Regions from separate parts of the Sus scrofa genome. Here region 2 is linked to region 1. Evidence: chromatin contacts called from public HiChIP or PLAC-seq data. All regions are on one chromosome and are shown on one strand. Each heading gives the region's core, a stretch centred on a gene start, on an enhancer-like site or on the middle of the called end of the contact. The rest is flanking DNA. Distances are from core to core; before and after follow the strand shown. Region 1 has its middle 180 kb from the start of FAM43A. Region 2 overlaps XXYLT1 (xyloside xylosyltransferase 1).

Region 1 (6,378 bases), core at 1,317-3,816:
CGCTGTTTGGGGTTTGGGCCCAAATCTGGCACATACAGCTCTAGACCTGAGCCAAGTGGCTGCTCCCGGGTTTCTTCATCTCTTTGGGGATCATGTGTCTGCATCCTGGGAAAGTCTGTGCCCTGGATTGTAAACTCTACGGCGGTACACACGCTGGAGGACTTACTGGAATTATCGTTGGTTCAGGAAGGAGGTGGGACTGAGGCGCAGATGAGCAGTTTTCATAGCGCCTTTTGCAGGTTCATAGACGTTTCATGAGCTGAAAAATCCTCTAATCTCTACAACTGGGTAGGACGAATATTATCATGATTTACAAGTTACAAATAATAAAACCGAGGTGCTAAAAAGTGAAGCAAATGGCCCAACCTGCCACACAGCTGGGAGCAGAGGAGCTGGAATCTGAACCCAGGCTATTGACAGCAGAGCCTGTGTTAGTAACCCACGGCCTGTGCGCACACACGCACACACACATACGCCCACACTCCCACATGTACACACGCACACTCCTCCTTTGCATTCCAAACACACCACCCAGAGTCTGCAGCTTCAATCCTGAATTGTGTTTCTTTGAAACCTAACTGCCCCAGGAAACTGCTCACAATTTACCTCTGGGGAGTGAGAATGTGGGATCAGGGCTGATGAAGGGGCCTTTCCTTTGCCTTTTATCCTGTTTTACAGTTTTTTGATTCCTCCCCTGACCATGCATTCTATTTACGAGAATTAATATAAAGACGTATTATTCCTCATCGGTAGGAGTGTGCTTCAAAGCAGAAGTTTTGAAGTTTAACGGAAACTAAAAAAAGTCCTTTGCCACTCAGAGGTTTTTAGAGCCTCATGTATCTAAGGTATCCCCTGGCCATTGGGGATCTTTCCAATTCACTTTGGAATCAAGCCTGGGTTTCCTGAGTCCCCCACCTCCAGCTTTCAGCCTCAGCAGCCAAAGGCAACCCAGCCCCTTCCTGTGGTTTCTAGCTCAGCCTGCCTGGTGGAGGGAGGAGGAGAGGGGGAGAGGGAGGGGGAGGAGAGGGAAGGGGAGGACGCCACATTGGGCCCCATCCAGGGGAAGCACGACCTGGGCCCTTCCAACAGGGTCCCCCACGCTTGGTGAAAACAGAGTCAAGTTAGAGTCCAGTCTCCAAAACCTCGAGATGGAGGCTGGGGAAAGTGAAAACACCCAGGGAGGTCAAGATGCAACAGGAGGCAGGCTCAGAAAAGGGCATGTGAGGGCTGGATCACCCTATAGGGAGGAATAGGCACAAGCCAGAGGGGCAAGGATGGGGTCCTGCAGCTCTGACCTCAGTGGCCCCAGCAGAGTACCATCTGCTTTCCTTCCCTGGTCCCAAGGGGTCTGAAGGGCAGGGGTCCACCAGGGTGGTGGACCCAGCGGGGGCCCCAGAGCCTGCCCCTGCCTCACTTGAACCCTGGGTGCAGGCTGACTCCATGCTGCTGGCAGCTTTAATTAAGTTTTGGAGGAACACAAACACACTCTCATGCACTATTCCTTCAGTGCAGGGGCTGTCAAGCAGAAGGAGGAGAGGGAGGTGGTTATGTGTACCCACTTAGCAACATCACTTTAATTTCACAAAAACACTCCCTGGCCAGGGAGCCCAGACCCAGTAATAAACCAACTGTTGGGCGGGGTGGGTGGGGGGCAGCTAGAGCCTGTCCGACTGACTTGCTGGGGGAAAATTCATTAACCAGCCATCAGCATTTCAGTCTCCCAAGACCTTAGCACTGGGACAGTCTACATGCAATGTGTTGAGTGTGTAAATTAATCCCTGTGGCACTATCACAGACCAAAGCATCCCTCCAATGCTGAGAGCCCACAGACCCTGTGGGTCATTGTGTTTGCTGTTTCCTCTGCAAGTAGGCACTAGGAGCATTTGGCTTCCTTCTCTGGCCACCTTTGGCCCATTATCAGGGCCGGGCTTAGCCACTGCTGCTGTAAATGTTTGCCTGGCTGGAGAAAGCTCCCTCATATTAACCAGGAAGCAATGAATGAGAAGTTTTTCCTCTCCCTTATTAAATGCTATACAAGCATAAAGCAGGCTCTGAAGTGTTATCTGTTCAAAACCTCAGGTGTCTAAATATTTACCAAGAATGTGATTGACATTCCCTCCTTCCGCACAGCCAGTGTCCACTGGCTGCTTGGGAGTAGGAACTGTGCTCAGGCAGGCTCTTGGGTGGGGAGGCCCTTCTTGGGGAAGAGCAGATGCCCACTGCCCAAACCCAGCTTTCCAGGGGAACTGTCAGCTCCTTGTGATCCTAGACTTCCAAACCCTGACCTTGACATACCTTGGGGATGAACTCTCCAGCCACACACCTACACAGAGCCCTAGACTTTGGCTACCTGAGACTTCTCAGAGTTCTCTAAACACACAGGCACTTTCTCATGACTTGAATCTGTACTGACTGCTCCACCTAGCAGGCCGTTTCCAGAAGGTCCCCCTCAGTAGCATTAGGCATACTCAGAGGTCAAGGATGATGAAAAGACATCATGTGGGATGGCAACTGTGACTGATTGTGGGCACTGCTAGGAGTTTATAATGACCATATCCAAGCTGTCAAGTGATTTGGTGGGTTTGTCATTGGTCTAGTTCACTGTAAAGGCCACCTCCTCCATGATGCCCTCAAGACTCCTACCCTGCAAAGGAAATATGATCTCTTCCTCCCTGCCTCCTCTTGACACCCGAGTCATTGTTCATCTTCCACATTGTGTCACAATTATATGAATAGCTTACTCTCCTGTCCTGCTAGTCTTCAGGTTCCTTAGGGTGGTGGCTGTGTATTACTCACTTCTGTATCCTACTTAGAACATGTTGTTCCTTGCTTGGGGTCAATGCTGTCAAAATGTCTGAAATGAATTCTTTCCTGGGGACAGCTAGCTGAGAGCAGACACAGCTGGAATTCTCCTTGTGACGAGTCTATTTTGGAAGAGAGCTGGTTGAGTCTGCACTCTTACACTGGGGAAGGTGCTGCTTCAGAGCAGGTGTCAGGGCTCACGGGGGCACAGGGCAACTTGCTGGCTTGGGAGTCAGGGTGGTAGATTGCCAAATAAAATAGAAACGCTCAATTCAGTTGAACATAAGTATTTTAGGGGACAATACTTAGACTAAAAAATGACTCATTATTTATCTGAAATTCAGATTTAACTCGGTGTCCTGTATTTTTATTTGCTCAACTTGGCAACCTTAGATGGGGATGCCAGGGAGAAGGTTCTGCAGACCAACTCCACAGGCTTTCTAGGATCAATGCTGTTCAGATGTAAGCTTCATTAGGGGACCAAGTGTCTCTCATTTACCATTGGATGCCCAGTGCCTTACACAGTCCTTTACATAAAGAAGATGCTCAATATATATTTACTGAATAAATAAAGAGCTTGGTGCTTCTGGGCCTTCTCCACCCATAATAAGGGTTACCTCATCCACAGTGATACAAATGTGCCAAAATAAAGGAGTTGACATTACACATTTCCTTTACGGAAGTCATTGCTAATTTCCATTACCCAGCAAACTGTCCAAGTGCATTGGGCTGATTTGGATTTAAAATCAATTAATGTATCCTCAAGGAACTTGGCTACTAGAAAAGCAAGATAAAACTGCATCTAAGTTATGTCCATTTAAAATGTAATTAATACTTTACACCGATGTGCATTTAGAAAACAGGGTAAAGTACCAATGAGGGGGAAAATTTGGTCTCATCTCAGGATCCCTGGCAGGCTGTGCTATTACAAGGACAACCAAGTTACACCTGTTTCGTGGCACCTGCTTTCTCTCCTCCCTCTCCACTCAGTGTTGCTGAACACCTTTCTTTTCTCTAACTGTCTCTTTTTCCTCCTATGCCAAAAGCCCTGGTGGAAGATGCAGCCTGAACCTGGATTCTGAGGTTTAATCGAAAGTGGGTGCTTACGGTTAAGAAGAGCCCGGAGGCCAGAGAAGCCATCAACCCAGGGGCAGCAGGTAGGCGAATGTAATGAAGGCCTGGTTAAGGATGACTGTGGGGTCATAGAAGGGCAGGAAAAGTGGATCTGTGACCAGTGGTGTGTGAACCATAAAGGGACAGTCAAAAAAGGATTTCCAGCTTCCTGATTTGGAGAACTGGGAAACAGAGAGGGTACCAGCCAGGACTTAGTTGCCAACAACAGAAACTGATTCCAGATCTCTAAGAAGAAACAAAATATTAAATTATGTTTATTAGAGCTCTCCAAATCAATGGGAAGTCTGGAGAACCGGTTTCAGAAAACAGGCAGGACCAAGAGGGGCTGGAACCTGGGTCAAACAACAAGATCAGCCTGGTCAGGTCCAAGCCAAAGCATTCCTATGATTAGACACTTGTGACACTACCCTCCTCCACTCCTGCTGTGAGTAATCACTAGACCATTGTCATTCTCAGGAACTAAAATCCCTTTTGCATGGTGTGAATGACCATGTCTAAGTCATGTGAGCATGACCCAGTCACTAGTCACATGAGCATGCCCCCATCACTATAGGGCAAAGGTGAGAATGTCTAGTCCCCTTCAGACTCACACTTATTGAAATTTATTCCAAATAGAATTAAAGATCAGATGGTAGGAAAGCCAGAGAGATGAGGGGGACGGGGAGGAATGCAAATTATCCCTCTGGTGGTGTTAAAGTGTAAGGTGCAGAAGGAGGGCAAGTTTTTAGGGTAGGACTTTGAGTTCAGTGAGCATACTGAATATGAGATACCCACAGGTACCCAGTAGCTGTGGAGAGAGGTTGACATTGGAGATGCTGGTCTGAGAACTGTCTTCAAAGCGGTAACAAGTCATCAGTATGGCATCTTGCCCTGGATCACTGTGGCTTCTCCAGCCATCATTGCATTCCATATCTTTAATAGCTGATGTCTTCTGAGGAGCCCAGGATATGAAAGCAAGGGCCCTGCAGAAGGTAAAGATCTGACTGGGTTCTCTTTTCCCAGAAGTCCCAGTTCCTGGATTGAACATCTGATCATGAAAAATGACTAGCAAATAAAAAAAGGATGACAAGGATCAGGACACAAGGGTGGCTTTGACAACAGCTGATGAGAAATAAACTGGAAGAATTTCTTCTCCTTTTAGGGCTCCATAACCTTAATTTCCAGGTTCACACTCATGCTTCAAAAGCATAAAACCTCAAGGGTAGCACAGGTGCTCTGGAATGTTTAGAACCCTGGAGCCTGTGCACTGCAAGGAGACTTGGGAATCATGTACTTCAATCCTCTATTTTACACACTAGGGTCCATGGCTTAGAGGATCCTCAAACTGCAGCATCCTTTCAAGTTCTCTGATTGTGAACAAGTGACACTACCTTTCACCCACCCCTCCGCCCCATCCTGCCAACACTGTCACCCACCTGAGAGGAAGGGAGGCCTTGTGTAGGATGCAGCTGGGTGGAACACCTCCTCTTCCCCTGGAGGCAGTGACATCCGTCACTCCTAGGAGATGATTAAAATGCTGCTATTGTTGAATTTTGGCAAGTCAATTCTGGATTATTCTCCCATGGGGCTGGTCATGAGTCACTATAGCACATCCTCAGGAAGATGATGGCTGGACTCCCAAATCGGCCAGATTCTGCAGCAAACTTGGGACTCAGTGAACCAGGGCTATGAACTATAGGTTCTTGTGGCTGCTCCCATCATGAGTGAAGGGATGGACACCAAGGAGAAACCGACTTTGGGGTTGACATCACAGAGTGATCCATTAATAGAGCCTGAGTGAATAGCCTGGATGAAGCCCCCACCATGACAATGGTGAGGATTAAATAAGGGGGTGTTGGGGGGAAGGCCTAGAAGGTGCCTGCACAGAGAAGCTATTCAGTGAAAGCCATTTCCTTTTTTCCTTCTCATGGGAGGTAGTCTTTGAGCTAGACCTTAAAGAAGACCAAGTCCTCTCCTTACTCTAAATAGGCAGTAAAGGAGTTCCCGTCATGGCTCAGTGGTTAACGAATCCAACTAGGAAACATGAGGTTGCGGGTTTGATCCCTGGCCTCACTCAGTGGGTTGAGGATCTGGCGTTGCCGTGAGCTGGGCTGTAGGTCGCAGACGCGGCTCAGATCCTACATTGCTGTGGCTGTGGTGTAGGCTGGCAGCTGTAGCTCTGATTCAACCCCTAGCCTGGGAACCTCCATATGCCAAGGGTGCGGCCCTAGAAAAGACAATAAAAGAAATAAATAAAATAAAATAGGCAGTAAAGAGACAGGGAACAGCCCAGGGGGAAGGGATAGTCACAGAGTCCAGACTTTCAGAGTCAAAAAGTCTTACATTTTTGATGATTAACCTATGGACTCTGGGAAGCTATGCAGGAGGGACATTCACCCAAAGGGAAGAGAAGAGACACGAAGGGCAGTAATCCAAGTTAAATTAAGGATGGAAATGTCTCTA
Region 2 (6,378 bases), core at 1,395-3,894, 310 kb after region 1:
ACAAGAGAACACACTCTTCACTAGGCGATGCCAGTCTGTGTCTGGAGGCTGTGCTGTCTCCCCCTCCCTGGGACCCTCCCTGGGAGATGTTGACAAATCCCCTCCGCTTATACAGGGAGGACCTTTGTTTCCAGCAGTGTCTGTGCATTACTGGTGACTTAGAGGCCAAGGAAACCTCATTCATCACCAGACTGGCAAGTTAAAGCTATATCTTTTTTTTTTTTTTTTTAGGGCCACACTTGTGGCATATGATGGTTCCCAGGCTAGGAGTCCAATCGGAAGTACAGCCGCTGGCGTACACCACAGCCACAGCAATGCAGGATCCAAGCCGCATCTGTGACCTACACCACAGCTCACAGCAGTGCTGGATCCTTAACCCACTGAGGGGAGCCAGGGATTGAACCCACGTCCTCATGGATACTAGTTGGATTCGCTTCCACTGAGCCAAGACAGGAGCTCCCAAGTTAAAGCTATATCTTCATACCTCTTCTGTTAAGGCAAAGCCCCAGATTTTAAAATCCTGAGTTGATCCAGAACCAACAACCCAAATGGCTGGCCTTTCCACAAGAAAAAAATGTCACAAACTCCCCGACATGAATGAGGTAACATGGACCATTTTGGTGCAAGCCCACTTCCCATACTAGTAGCCGTAAGCAGTAAGCACAAATGTGGCCCTGAGATATTCAGGGCAAGACTGCAGACTCCCAATCCCAGTTAACCAGGGATGAAGGAGAGGTGGCTGGGGGGAGCAGTGTCCTGAGGCTGCCCGCCAGCTGCTGCCACATACCTGTACACGGGCTGCATCTCCCTTGCTATGCCAATGACAGCACCTGGCAGGAAGTTGTCAAACTCCTCAAACAATTCCCGGATGTTGGTCTTGTACTTTAGGTCTAGGTCCAGCTGAATTATCCGCAGGATCTCTGGAGGAAAGAAAAGGACAACAATGACATAGACACACATCCTCAGAGGCTCAGTCAATGATAGAAGATAAGGAGGAGGGTGCAGAAAAGCGTTCTAGATTATGCTTGCTGGCACCAAATAATGCAGAGACACTGCTGGAAACAAAGGCCCTTCATCGACCAGCAACCTCCCTCCCATTCACAAAAAGCCTTCGTGGAAAACACTGGCCCGGTAGCTTTACTTCCAAATGCAGACACGTGTTTTCTATAAAGCTAGGCAACCAGGTCGCCCAGTTTAGGCCACTGTCCTTGTCAGGAGAGCACCATTTCTTCTCAAAAGTATCTGATTTAGATGATACGGTACCTGCACACCATACTTAAAATTCAAAGCATACAGGTGTTGGGGGAGGCAGGTAGTAAATGACCCACAGAGAAGGGGAGTAAAAACTGCTGTCACTTCAGGTTCTTGTTAATATTTCTGCAAACCTAGATATACGTGGAGCTGGGATGCTGACCCAGAGAGATCCAGCTAAGAGACCTCAGATGCTGTTAGGTATATTTAATCCACTGTCTGAAAGACTAACTGAGCTATAATTAGGCAGACTGAGTCTCACAGTTACCGGCTCCGAAGAGTTGTTTGCTTCCTCTGCCTCCAGATGAGTCAGGGGTGAGAAGGGAGGAGAGAATGTTGAGTTGGTTCTCCATTCTTCACCCAACCAGCCTGTCTGAGCTCCTGGGCTGGCAGTGCCATCAGGGGACCCAACAACAGGAGGATGGGGCCCTGCCCTCAGGGAGAAACACACAGGCGACTAGAAACAGCGGGGCACCCAGAGCTGATGTGAAGCGGAAGAGGGGCGGCTCGGGGCTCAGTGGTGAAGGAGGGTAAGTACTCGGTACTCAGAGAAGCCCTGGCCTGGGCATCAGAGCATGTGGTACAGATTCCGATTTTGCTGCTGACTGATTCTGTGACTCGAGGGAAATTGCTTCCTTCTCTAAACCTCAGTTGTTTCATTTGTTAAAGTGTAGCTGAGGCAGTTCTGGTCGTGGCGCAGCAGAAATGAATCCAACTAGAAACGATGAGATTGCAGGTTCGATCCCTAGGCTCACTCAGTGGGCTAAGGATCTGGCATTGCCATGAACTGTGGTGTAGGTCACAGACACGGCTCGGATCTGGCATTGCTGTGGCTGTGGTGTAGGCCGGCAGCTATAGCTCCGATTGGACCCCTAGCCTGGGAACTTTCATATGCCATGGGTGCAGCCCTAAAAAAGCAAAAAAAAAAAAAAAAAAAAAAAAATGTGCGGCTGAGACTTGTGCCTGGTGAGCCTGTGATCCTAGATGACAAGTGGGAACATCTTATTCATCTGAGCTATGGGCACCACAGGAACCCAGGGTCTGGAGAGTAGGGGACTCACTAGAATTTGAGGCAGTCAAGGAAGACTTAACAAAGAGGGGGACTGGGGCAGGCAAGGAGCAGTGAAATACCATGTCATCCACCCAGAAGGCTGGGCTCCCCCCTCGGCTCCCCACCAGCATTTCATGTGGACCCAGCACACAGAGCACAATGCTGTCAGGACCAGCTGCCCACAGAAGCCCCCTGAAGCCAGGGACCCCATCTCTGGCATCTTGGCCTCCATCCACTCATAGTGCGGGGCCTGGCATTCAGTAAACACTCAGGAACATCTGTGGAATTCTACAACCTTTCTCTAGATTCGTTTATGAAGAAATCACAGCTTATGATTCAAGAAAAACTGACTCATTTGTTCCTGTTCTGTTTTCCTTGGTGACACAGAAACAAATCATTAGCTGACATCCTATATCAGTTTTCTGCAAAAAATAAGTAAATAAATAAGTGCCAGTAAGCGAGAATCCAGCTGCCCAGGCCAGAGGCAAGTGAGAGGGAAGCAGGTGGCTTCCGGGGTCCCTGTGGGAAGAGGAGTGGAGGAGAATGGGTGCCCAGGCCAGCGGGGCCCCAGCTGCCAGCCTTCACATTGCCCACCCCACACATAAATGTGAGCAAAATTGCTGCTTTCCCTTCTGCACGGAAGACAACAATCACAACCACCGAGAAAGGAGGAAGGGTGATAACCTGAGAGCCTGGAGGTCGGGGAGCCCTCGTGGTGACCTGGCTGTCTCTCAGAAAGCTGCCCTAAACCAGGAAGGAGAAGAGAGACAGGGCACAGGGCAGAGTCTCAGGGCATCTGCTGCTCCCAAGAGGTGGCCCTGGGAATAGAGGGAAGGAACCTGATGGTGACCTTAAAGACAGACAGACACTGTGTCCCAGGAGACAATGTCCAGGCACAGGTTGCAGTCATTACAAGTCATGATGGGAGTTCCCGTCGTGGCGCAGTGGTTAATGAACCCAACTAGGAACCATGAGGCTGTGGGTTTGATCCCTGGCCTCGCTCAGCAGGTTAAGGATCCGGTGTTGCCGTGAGCTGTGGTGTAGGTCACAGATGCAGCTCAGATCCCGCATTGCTGTGGCTCTGGCGTAGGCCAATGGCTACAGCTCTGATTAGTTGCAGTCATTACCAGTCATGATGAGGCGGCCCCACCACACACACTAAACCACCTGCAGTCATTTCCCTTCTTTCTATTGGTCCATCTCTGGTGTCCCGAGCACCACACCCAGGGCCTCAGGCAGCTCTGACATGAGGCAGAGCGGAGCCCTCGTAAGCAGGGACAGGATGGCACCACCATCCCAAGCAGAGAAACCACATCATCTTGGGGATGCAGGGGGCGAGCACAAGGGTGTTTGGCCTGAGATGGGAGGCCTCAAGGATGTACAGTGGTGGTTTCGTGGCATCGTCAGGGTTATGAAAGAGGGGGAGCTCTCATCTTCCAGGCCCTGGGAGTACTTCCAATAACATCTGCGATGGCCACATGGAAGCATCCTTTCTCCGAGTGGTTCTTATGTGTCCACTATTATGACACAGGCAAGAGTTTATTTCTCTTCACCGCCCAACAAGTAAAGTGGAGTCATCCCATGTTCAGATGAAGAGAGGCTTAGTCTGTTACAAGATGATTTGTGGACTGAAGTAGAGCTAGCAGCAGAGTGTGTACTTTATGCAACTGTGCACAGTAAATGGTGGTAACTTAAATTTGAACCATGTGTTGCGGGGACTGATGGTATTGAGCTAAACTGTCTAACCGAAATTCATGCCTATCAGGACCACGCAGGGTGAGCACTCGCTGTATGTGTCTCTGCCTCAAAGAGGATGTCAATTCTAACAGTGAAGGCCTCCATTGCCAGAATAGTGGTTGCCATAGCTAGGCCATTACTTTTTTTTTTTTTTTTTTTTATGGTCATACCCATGGCATAGGGAAGTTTCCTGGGACAGGGACTAAATCTGAGCTGCAGCTGCAACCTATGCTGCAGCTGGGGCAACACTGGATTCTTTAACCCACTGTGGGATTGAACCCATGCCTCCACAGCAATTCAGGCTGCTGCAGTCAGATTCATAACCCACTGTGCCACAGTGGGAACTCCTAGGCCATTACATTTTTTTCAATGAATAAGTGAATATTTCATTGAGAATATTAGTTTCTACAAGATGCTGGATATCAAAATAAAAATTTTCCTCATTAAAAAAGAGAAACAAACAAATGGAGGCTTAAAAAGGTTAAAAACAATTGCCCACGGCCTCATAACCAACAAGTGTCAGAGCTGGGATCTGAACCCAGGTCTGCTTGACTGGAAGGCCCAGCACGCTCTTCCCAGTAGACCCTGATTCTGCTTCTGATGGGAGAGGAGCTCCAGGGAGGCAGAGTTGAGCTCCAGTGCTACCCACATGGGGGGCCTAGGAGCACAGAAGTGCCAAAGACCTTGACAGTCAAAAAGCAGAGGGACAACCTGGCCAAAGGGGAATCAGGAGGAAGTCCTGTATATAAAAGTGGTAATTTCATTCTAATTAAAGGAACTCCTGATAGAGGGGCCATTCGGTCTGTCTGTCATTTTCCTTGAAAGCCTACCATGTGCTGTGTGTAGGCTTTGGTCTTGCAAGCCCATGTAAATCCTACCTAGCCTGCCAGGAGCAGCCCAAATGCCTCCTTCTCGGCCCTGCCAGACAGGCCCTGGGCAGAGGGCCATGTCTTTGAGGAGATCCAGTTCCTGCATTTGGGTGGAGCCCTTCAATAAATCTGAGCATTTCCCCTGCCCTTTAGGGACTGGCTGGGAGTGAACTTGGGAAGGTCACACATAGCCCTAGACACAGGAATTTGAGATGCTTTACAATTTTTTTTTTTTATAACTCCTCATTTGTAAAGCACCTTTCAGGAAGGGTTTGCTTAAAATTGGTAACACTTTTTTCAAAAGAGACTTCACCAAACTAGGTTCACTGGTTAGGAAGGAAGAAGACAGCATGAAGTGACTCCTTTACATGATGTGAAAGGACTGACCCAGTTGTCACCTCTCAGGCAGAGGCAAGAGGACACTCCCTTCTATGCAGGGAGTCTGACAGCTCCCAACACAGCCTGTACTATCCTGCAGGCATCTGTCCAGATGGTTATCCTTTTATGCAATTGTGAAATAAGATGCCAAGTTGTAAACGTTGCTGCCGAAAAGAGGAAGATGCTTACCAGGAATGCTGGAATTCATTAGGATGGGATCTTTTTAAAGGGCCCCTTCCTCTGGTTTCTGGTCCTTGATACAGTCATCTCTCTGTGGGAACTATACACCAAGGGTTTTACACGTAATGCTCAAAGGCCGTTCCAAGGATGAAACAAGACTGACATGTAGACGTGGCCGCCACAGGGATGGCCTGGAGAGGATGCTGGATGGAGGACCACTGTGATGAGAGCAGAAGGACCACTGAAATGTAAGGAATAAATGAATAAGATAATGGCTCCCAAAGCAAAGAGATGAAATCTAAAAAGCATGCGGAAGAATGTCTAAGAAAAAGGAGGCCTAGTCATCTACAAAATTCAAAAGAATGGCTAGCATCTAAGGCTGGTTGAATGCCCACTGTGTCAAAATCCAATGAGAAGATAGCAAAAACATAGAGGACAGAATAATTGAGGGTAACGAATTCGAAAAGAGAATCTGATAATAACTAAGGACAATATATCCGTTGCAGAGATGGGGAAAACTGAGGACCAAAGAAGACGAGGGACATGTCAGGGATCATACAGTCAAGCTGAGTGGCAAAACTGATCCCAGAACTCAGATCTTCTGGGTCCCTAGCCAACACACTCATGTTAACCACCCACTCCCAGCACGGGCCATGAATGCTGAGGGAGCAGATGACATTGTCTAATGGCCCAAAGCGTTGTGACAAGACTTGCCAGGCACCCAGCACGACTAGCTCATGGAGGATCAGCATTTCATCCCATGAACATGAAGACCTGAAGATTACTAAGTAGTAGCCAAAAAAAGAAAGAGACCTTCATGAGTCACCCACCTTATAGCCAGCTTTTGGGAAGGAGAAAAAGGCTCTCCATCTCTTCACATATCACCAGGCAGGGATGTCAAAAGGAATCTTT

Evidence for each region. HiChIP or PLAC-seq counts read pairs in DNA pulled down with a chosen protein or histone mark.
Region 2: a contact with region 1 is called in an H3K27ac HiChIP or PLAC-seq map of alveolar macrophages. The contact joins two enhancer-like sites. A contact is called at or near these places in 2 of 2 datasets of contacts at active chromatin or transcription factors (alveolar macrophages and skeletal muscle).

Annotation. Positions count from the first base shown.
Region 1 is chr13:131,837,120-131,843,497 of Sscrofa11.1, forward strand. No RefSeq gene overlaps it. Among named protein-coding and RNA genes, the nearest start is that of FAM43A, 180 kb to the left of the region's middle. Within about 2 kb of position 2,567, at least 5 of the 83 cell types and tissues checked have an H3K27ac peak or open chromatin away from gene starts, as enhancers often do. A contact at or near this core is called in alveolar macrophages, where this site is marked.
Region 2 is chr13:132,147,742-132,154,119 of Sscrofa11.1, forward strand. It overlaps XXYLT1 (xyloside xylosyltransferase 1), which reads right to left. Exons shown (of 4, transcript XM_021070076.1): 3 at 788-920. Among named protein-coding and RNA genes, the nearest start is that of XXYLT1, 120 kb to the right of the region's middle. Within about 2 kb of position 2,645, at least 6 of the 83 cell types and tissues checked have an H3K27ac peak or open chromatin away from gene starts, as enhancers often do. A contact at or near this core is called in alveolar macrophages, where this site is marked.